Regions from separate parts of the Capra hircus genome. Here region 1 is linked to region 2. Evidence: chromatin contacts called from public Hi-C data. All regions are on one chromosome and are shown on one strand. The core of a region is the stretch at or near the end of the contact, and the rest is flanking DNA. Distances in the headings are between cores, read along the strand shown.

Region 1 (4,375 bases), core at 814-3,313, 160 kb before region 2:
CACAACCCCTTCCCACCTTCCCTGGTTCTTTATGGGGGGGTCTTACCACATGCCAGGCCCTGTGTGTGGCACCAGGGTCAGACAGAGCCTTGAACGTCGCCATGGGCCAGGTGTGAATTCAAGGGGCAGCTCTACTCAGGGACACGGGGCTTAAGCCCAATCAGAGAGGCGGACATTGATTAGACAGGCACCCCGACAGGGCCGCTCTGAAGACTGCGCGGAGGAAGGGCAGCTGGGGACAACAAGGCAGCCCTGAGGCCTAGAACCAGCTTCCCAGCTAATCTGACTCTCACTGTGACAGTAACATTGAGACCTGCCGCCTACGGCTTTTGTGAGACTCGATGGGACCCCGCACACAGACCGCCCGGGACCCCTGGCCAGGTCCTTGGTGCACCATAAGCGGAGGGTGGCGGGCTTTCTCATCCCTAGGCCAGTGGGAGTCTGGGGGTGCGGCTGCAGTCAGGAAGGGCTCGCCCAGGGCAGAGGAATGGCGGTCAGGCCCACCTTCCCTCCCGACTCGGCCTTTCCCTGGAACTGGAGGGCCGGCTTCCCGCCTGCTCCCTGACCTTGGCCAGCTGCCGCCGCCAGAACCCAGTACAATTTCCAGGTCAGTACACTCCTGGATTGGGCCCCACTGTCCCCCAGGGGCAGTCATCCTGCCAGGGAGCGGCTGAGCCAGCCGCTGTGCGCTGGCTGTGCGGGGGAGACCAAGAACAAAGCGACCAGGCTTGGCCAGGCAGATGCCGGATCTGCAGCTGGTGAAGCCACCGTGATCCCCCGCCCCGGCTCCACCCCCCATAAAGGGGGGACGGTCCTGATGGAGATCTGAAGGCTACGGTGACAACTGCCCCACCACCGAGTCCTGCCCAGAGCCCTGGGCCGCTGAGGGGAGCCCGGGCTCAGCCACCCCCACTATCCCTCCTCCCACCATCGTGGTGGGGGAGTCCCCAGGCCCTTCCTGCTGCCTCAGTTTCCCCAAGGAGAGGCCAGGGTGGGGCATCACTGATAACACTAATCACAGCATGAGATGTGAAGGAGCAGAGGTGGGGGTTTGGGGGGTTTGGGGGGTTTGGGGGAGCCCTGCTCAGATCTGCCTTCCAGCCAAGGTCCAGGAGACAAACGGGGTGGAGCCTCAAGGGCCAGGACTTCCTGGGAGCAGGCTGGTTTTATGGGTGCTGCCTGTGTGGTCACCCAGGGTGGGGGGGTTCCATAATTAGGAAGCCCTGGGGCTTGGTTTCCTGCTCTGCTGTCACTGTCGTCAGACTCCTAATAACTTCCTAACAGACACAGCCCCACAGACTCTGTGGCCACTCCTGCCCGACACTGGCACACCAAAAGCCGTCCCATCTGGGGGACAGAACTGGGGGGTGCTGGAGCAACCGACCGCCACCTCCCACCCCCTAAACACTCCAGTGACGATGGAGACACCAGAGGCCTCCTCTCGACTTTAGCCAGGTGGAACCTGTGATTCTGGAGGGCAGGGGAGATACAGAGCAGCCCTGAGCTCACCAGGGGCAGGTGAGGCCAAGGTCAGGGGGGAACTCACCCCTCCCCCTTTACCCCCTCCCCACCTCCCACAATAGGGGAGGGGGAGCCCTGACCATCCCCTTCGAGCTGAGTTCTCACCCGTTCATCAGAGGATGCTGCAATGCCTAGGCAGGCGGGCAGAGACTCGGGCCGAGGCGGGAAGGCCGCAGCCAGCAGGACCAGCCCAGGGCCCCCGCTCTGGCCTCCGGTCTCCAGCCAGGAGGTAATTCAGAAATTCCTCCAGAATGCTGCCCAAGCCTGCCGGCCTCACCACCCCAGCCTAAACCCGCCCGCCTGGGCCGCCTGACTCCTGGTTTCCACTTCCCAGAGCCCAGTGGCTGCTCCCACCCCCTCTCTCACAGCTGGTCCAGGGTCCGGGAAACCAGCTGGCAGGCGGGGAGCTGGCCCTGGCTTCCCCGGCTGCACAAAAGAGGGCAGAGAGGAGGCCCATCCCGGTCTGTGGGGTGGGGAAAGAGGCAAGACTGAGCCTTGGGGATCTGCCCGAGGCTCAGCCTGGAGCCTGGCCCAGTTCTCAGAAGCCAGCCCGGCGGAATCTTGCCCTTCCTGGCAGAGGGCTCCAGGCAGGAGCCAGGAACCCTGGGCGGGCCCTAACCCAGCACCCCAGTCTTCTGTGCCCAGAGGGTGAGAACTGGGCTACCCCACCCCCACCCCAGGCTCCTTCCCCAGCATGTCCCAGGATCCCAGGATTGCTCACCCCCTCCCCATTAAGATGCATATTTTCTCAGGGAGGCTTGGAGAGGCCGGAACCCCCGGCAGCATTTCCCCTTCTTCGTGTCTGCGGGAAGCTATGGCCAGCCAAGCTCAAGTAAGACCCAGAGGAAAGGGTGAGGGAGGGAATTCAGTCAAACTGGCAGCGAGACTTGCTTCTGCAGAGGAGGAAGTGAAGGGAAAATCGCTCAGTCGTGTCTGACTCTCTCTGTGACCCCGTGGACTATACAATCCATGGAGTTCTCCAGGTCAGAACACTGGAGTGGGTAGCCATTCCCTCCTCCAGGGTATCTTCCTGGCCCAGGGATCGAACCCAGGTCTCCCACATTGCAGGCGGATTCTTTACCAGCTGAGCTACAAGGGAAGACTTTAAGGAAGGGGACAAAAGTGTCAATGAATTTACTGGTTTCAAAACCACGTCCTGGACGGGTTTTGCTACCAGGGCCACCAGCATCACGAAGGCCCCTCCCGGGCTGGATGCCGAGGGCGCAAAGCAGGTCAGAGCTCCGAAGTAAGAGCCCAGCTTTGCCACTGACCGGCCACAGGAGACCGGGCAGAAAGCGGCAGCTCTCGTCTGCTGCTTCCTTACCTGTAAGGAGGGAAATTGTCGCCCCCTTCCCAGGGGCGCTGTGGGTGTCACTATGGATCCTGGGGGGCTGGGCGCCATGCCTGGCTCGGAGGGTGCCCCCGCAGCCGGCATCGCCCTTTTCCACGGCGGTAACTCTGCTCAGCCCTGGCCCGAGCTGCGTCCCCCACATTCCCATGGCCCAGGAGCACTTCTGGGCCTGGTTCTCAGACTCGGGGTGTCAGCAAGCTGGAAGTGGACATGGCCTTCCTGGGAAAGGGCTCCTGAGGCCCCCCCCAGGGACACTTGGCCTCCAGAGTGGTGGAGCCTGTCTCCCCCCATCACCTTCCCCAGTACCACGGCCAGCACCAATTCCCAGATGCCAGGTGAAGGACCCCATGGTAAAGCGTCTGCCTGCAATGCAGGAGACCCGGGTTCGATCCCTGGGCCAGGAAGATCCCCTGGAGAGGGGAATGGCAACCCACTCCAATATTTTTTGCCTCGAGAATCCCATGGACAGAGGAGCCTGGTGGGCTACACAGTCCATGGAGTCGCAGAGAGTCAGACATGACTGAGCGACTGAACAATAACAACATTGAAAGAATCCAGAAATACCCTGGCTCACGTCCAGGTTTCCCAAGTCTACAAAGCTGCAGAACACACGTCTTTGCCCCTCATCTCCTTGGAGAATAAGAGGGCACCCCCTCTACACCCGCAGGGACTTTAAGTTCTGAAAGTCAAGCACAGCCCTCATGGCCGACCCTGGAAGAGGACCCCGCCAAACGCTCCTGCATAACCAGATGCCCCTCCACCTCCACTGCCTGCTTCTCAGAAACCGCTGAGCAGAGCTTCCCCTCAACCGTATTCCCCTCCTGCCTTGACTTCTCTGTTTCTGCCTGAGGCCTGACTCTTGGCCCCCGACTTTCAGCCATGAACTCTAGGCCTCTACACCTCTAACCCCTCCCACCTGTCCCCCCCCCCCCCTGGCCCAGTCTCCCTGACATCAGACAGCACCGCTGGCTTTGCATGTGAAGCTTGGAAACAGCCGATAGAATGAGCGTTGTCATCCCCTCGGAGGTTACAGCATTCACATTTGGCTGCTGGAAAGTACAGACAGACAGATTGCTGGCTCCTTGCTCCCCAACTCTGCAGGGCCTCCCCAGGGGCTGGGAGGGAGGGAAACCGGCTCAGCCTCGGAGGTCCTGAGGTCTCACCAGGCTCTGTGATTCAAGGACAGCCAGCACCTGGGAGCCGGGTGAGTCTATGGCCCTACAAAGAACTCGAGCCCTTAACTCAGCAGCTTCACGACCTTGACCTCACTGGTATTGGTGACCTTGACCTCACTGGTATTCATTTCTTCCTCTATAAACCGGGAACAATCCCGCCTCGCAGGCGGAAGTGAAGAGTGTTGTGTGTACTATTTGAGCCATGGTGGGTTTGTGTGTGGTCAGTTGTCAATCACGCTCCATCACTTTTACGTGCACGTGACATCTGTTTTTCATGCAGAATTGAGTTGACGTGTTCATGTCTGACAAGGTTTGGAAACATGGATGT
Region 2 (4,473 bases), core at 1,756-4,255:
ACTGCAGGAAGAAAAATACGCAAGTTTTTATTTTCATATTCTAGTATCTTTGAAACCCATGACACCATTGGCCTGGCAGTGGCCACCTTTAAGTCAGGCCTCAGGAAAATATTCTTGTGAGGCTCTTGTCTGTATAAACAAATTAAAATGAACACCTTATAAAAATGTGTAAGTTCATGGGAGGTATAGTGATTTATCAATGAAGATTTAGAATAGTAGGTAGAGAAGAGCTGCTTATTTATTTTTTATTGTCTCATTAAAGCACATGAGGAATCTTCCTCTGGGGCAGACAGCATCTCTTCCTGCTAAGATCCAGAAATCTACCTCTTCATAATTTCATGTCTCCCACCGGGAGAAAACAGTGGCAACACATTATTATGTTGACTAAATACTGGACGCATAGTATCATTCTTTCAAGAACAGAGTGACAAAGTTCCATGTCGGCCTGTACTTGCCTCTTTTGCGTGTGTGTTAGTTGCTCAGTTGTGTCCGACTCTTTGCAACCCCATGGACTATAGCTCAGCAAGCTTCTCTCTGTCCATGGATTTCTCAGGCAAGAATACTGGAGTGGATTGCTATTTCCTTCTCCAGCGGATCTTCTCAACCCAGGGGATCAAACCTGGGTCTCCTGCATTGCAGGCAGATTCTTTACCGTCTGAACCACCAGGGAAGCCCTTTGTTGCATACCATTGGCCATTTCATGCTTACTGAGGCTTCTTCTCAGTTCTGGAAAGAACGTATTGTGTGGAAGTGATATTTTGTGTCCATTTGATACAGATCCTATGTGTTCCTGGTCCCAGATACCCTTGTTGGCCAAAGCTAACCATGGAAGATGGATTTTTTAAACAAGCAACCTTAGTAACAGAACACATATTTTTGTTAAGATTTTTTTTTTTAATGTGGACTATTTAAAAGTCTTTATTGAATTTGTTATGCCGTTGCTTCTGAGGGCTTCCCTGGTGGCTCAGAGACCACCTCCAATTCGGGAGACCTGGGTTTGATCCCTGGGTTGGGAAGATCCCCTGGAGGGCATGGCAATGCACTCCAGTATTCTTGCCAGGAGAATCCCCATGGACAGAGGAGCCTGGTGGGCTACAGTCCATGGGGTCATAAAGAATCAGACAAGACTGAGCGACTAAGCACATTGCTCCTGTTTTTTTTTTTTTTTTTTTTCTTACGTTTTGGTTTTTTGACCGTGAGGCATGTGGGATCTTGGCTCCTTGGCCAGGGATCAAACCTGTACCCCCTGCATTGGAAGGTAGAATCTTAACCACTGGACTGCCAGGAAAGACCCAACACTTGGGTTTTGAACTTACAATATATTTAGACCGTAACGGCCAGATACTATAGTTCCTTTCACCTTTTGAAGAAGGTGTAAAGTAGCTGCTGACTTCCATTCCTGACCTCAGGCAGGTCCCAGCCCCCAAAACTCCAGTTCTGCAAGTAGCAGAGCAGGATTCTGCTTTTACCAGTACTAGTGTTACTTACTTCCTGCTTATGCAGCATCCTTCCCGCAAGATCAAGAAAGTACCAGCATCAAAACCTGAAGAGTGTCCCTACCTTGGAAAACAAATCCCAAAGATACTAGTGAAATACTCCTTTAAGATAAGCTGCGTCAGTCACCAGCGCTCTCGACATGAAGAATGATGCTGGGGAAAGTGCACCAATGATTCCGAAATGGAAAGTGGCTCAGACAGCTGGCCCCTGATGGCGAAGGGGGGCAGATGCTTGATCTCAGCATGTCAGCGAGCACACACGTGCACTAAGTCAGTCCCATTGCCTCTGGTTCTAGGACTGGCCTCAGCAGTGGAGGGAACATGGACTGTTTCCCACTTGGCCTTAAAACAAGGACAAGGCACTGTGTCGAGATGGATTCTGTTGGGTCCAGACCTCACATCTGGGCTGAAGACACATGATGTGTGGACACAGAGCTACTCTGGGAAAGACCCCACCAGCCTCGTGAAAGTCACATGGATGTGTGACGGCCGCTGTATTTCCTTCCTCCAGCTTGCATTTAGAGAACAACAAATGCTTTACAGCTTGTAAAGCATGTTCACTTACATTGTCTTATCCCCTTCTCACAACCCTGGAAAGGAGGGCAGATATTATCATTGCTGCCTTTCAAAACTGAAAAATAGCAGCCCAGAGAGGTAAAGAGATTTAATCAGGGAACCAACCATGGGTTGTGACAAAGCCTGAATTTGACTGATATCTTTAATGCCTCTCCCTGAGCTCTACCATACCATGAAGTGTACTTTCAGGAAAATTCCACTTCTTTGTCTTTTGCATTCAGTTCAGTTCAGTTCAGTCACTCAGTCGTGTCTGACTCTTTGTGACCCCATGAACTGCAGCATGCCAGGCCTCCCTGTCCATCACCAACTCCCGGATTTCACTCAGACTCACGTCCATCGAGTCGGTGATGCCATCCAGCCATCTCATCCTCTGTCGTCCCCTTCTCCTCCTGCCCCCAATCCCTCCCAGCACCAGAATCTTTTCCACAGAGTCAACACTTCGCATGAGGTGGCCAAAGTACTGGAGTTTCAGCTTTAGCATCAGTCCTTCCAAAGAACACCCAGGGCTGAGCTCCTTCAGAATGGACTGGTTGGATCTCCTTGCAGTCCATGGGACCCTCAAGAGTCTTCTCCAACACCACAGTTCAAAAGCATCAATTCTTCGGTGCTCAGCTTTCTTCACAGTCCAACTCTCACATCCATACATGACTACTGGAAAAACTGTAGCATTACCTGGATCTAAATAGTTTTGCTCTGTGTTGGTTGGCTTTTGTTGTTGTTGTTGTTTTAGAGAAACATGATTCCAGTCTACAATTAAAATTCTTGTAGAGCAAGAATCCCATTTGACAGCCACCATTGCTAATTTCTCTTTAAAAAAATTATTTGGCTGCATTGGGTCTTAGTTGCAGCACGCAGGAATCTTCTCTCTTCATTGCAGCCTGCAGGATCTTTAGTTGCAGCATTCAAACCCTTCGTTGCAACATGTGGTATCTAATTTCTCAACCAGGGATGGAACCTGGGCCCCCTGCCAGGGGAGCTCAGAGTCTTAGCCACCAGAACACCAGGGAAGTCCCGCTAATTTCTCGTAAATGACACCCTCACCAATTGCCCATGAGATAGCCACTTTCATGCATTACATCCCAAGAGGGGCCTTTAAGAATGGGGTGGGTAGTCTTCACCTTATTTTCAAGTTACACAAGAAGGCCTCAGTACTCCTGGCTTTTGTTAACTCTGGGAGGGAGCTTACAGAACACCACCAACTCCCCCGCCCCACCTCCACCCCAAGTATTAGTATCTGTTTGCATCAGTGGGCACAGTTTCTTTATTTTTATTGAAGTAGAAGGGTTTTGAGTTTTACTCCTTTTGCTTTGTGGGTTGTTTTGTTTGGGTGCAGAGCTCCTTGGGAGGAAGGTCAGAGTAAGGGAGCTGTCATCCCCCATCCTGCCTGGAGACTCATCTCCAGCCCCAGTGAGCAAAGAGTTAGCATGATAGATGGCGAGAGAAGTAATCATGTGAGACTTTGAGCAACTAAAAGATACCAGCGGTTCTGCAAGGGCACATGGGCTGTAAAAGGCAACCGATCAGTGAGAAGGTCATTGGTTCCCTACAGATCCATCCCGCCCTCCACTTTGGCAACTAGGTGGTGTAGTGGCCCCAGGACAGAATGGCATCCCCAGGCAACAGGAGTGACCGCTCTAAGAACAGTGTTCTTACTGAAGACACATGCTGATGAGGTGCACTTCTTTAAAAAATTAAATTATTCTTTTATCTTGTTTATCTTATTTTTGGCTGCGCTGGTTCTTTGTTGCTGCATGCAGGCTTGCTCTAGTTGTGATGCGTGGGCTTCCTATTGCAGTGGCTTCCACTGTTTCACAGCATGGGCTCTAGAGTGCACGGGCTTCAGTAGGGCTGCACACAGGCTCAGTTGCCCACGGCATGGAGAATCCTCCCATACCAGGAATTAAGCCCATGTCCCTTGCATTGGCAGGCTGATTCTTAACCCCTGGACCATTAGGGACGTCCCTAGGTACCCTTTCCAAGGGGTTGTGAAGGGTAGGACCATCAGCGGGAGGTCACAGTGGAACAGCAGAGTGGATCTAACTCTGTCTCCTCGGGAGACGCCTCAGGGGCCTCCAGAAGTAACTGAAGAAGAGTTGACAGGACAGAAGATAAGCAGGGACTTCTGCAGACCTTCAAGAGGGGCTCAGAGCTGGCAAGATTGAGTCTGGATGTCAGTGTGACTTCACTGGCACCCTAAGCTGGTGAAGTCTACTGATGCGCTGCTGTGAAACACTGCACTTTATTCTTCTCCTCTACGTGCCATTCAACTTTGAACATCCCATCTTTAGGAAAGATGCCGTGAAATGTGCTTACAGAGCAGACTTCTTCCAAGAGCAATTCTCCCACTGGCTGATGGCCCTGCTCCCTTCCCCCTTCTCTGGAGGGCCCTAGGAAGGGGGAA

The links. A called contact is a pair of places that touch in the nucleus more often than the background predicts.
Region 1: a contact with region 2 is called in a Hi-C map of liver, with 3 times the contacts expected there. The contact joins two enhancer-like sites. A contact is called at or near these places in 2 of 5 Hi-C or Micro-C datasets (both in liver).

Annotation. Positions count from the first base shown.
Region 1 is chr10:14,955,194-14,959,568 of ARS1.2, reverse strand. No RefSeq gene overlaps it. Among named protein-coding and RNA genes, the nearest start is that of LRRC74A, 43 kb to the left of the region's middle. Within about 2 kb of position 2,063, at least 3 of the 5 cell types and tissues checked have an H3K27ac peak or open chromatin away from gene starts, as enhancers often do.
Region 2 is chr10:14,791,718-14,796,190 of ARS1.2, reverse strand. No RefSeq gene overlaps it. Among named protein-coding and RNA genes, the nearest start is that of CIPC, 10 kb to the right of the region's middle. Within about 2 kb of position 3,005, at least 1 of the 5 cell types and tissues checked has an H3K27ac peak or open chromatin away from gene starts, as enhancers often do.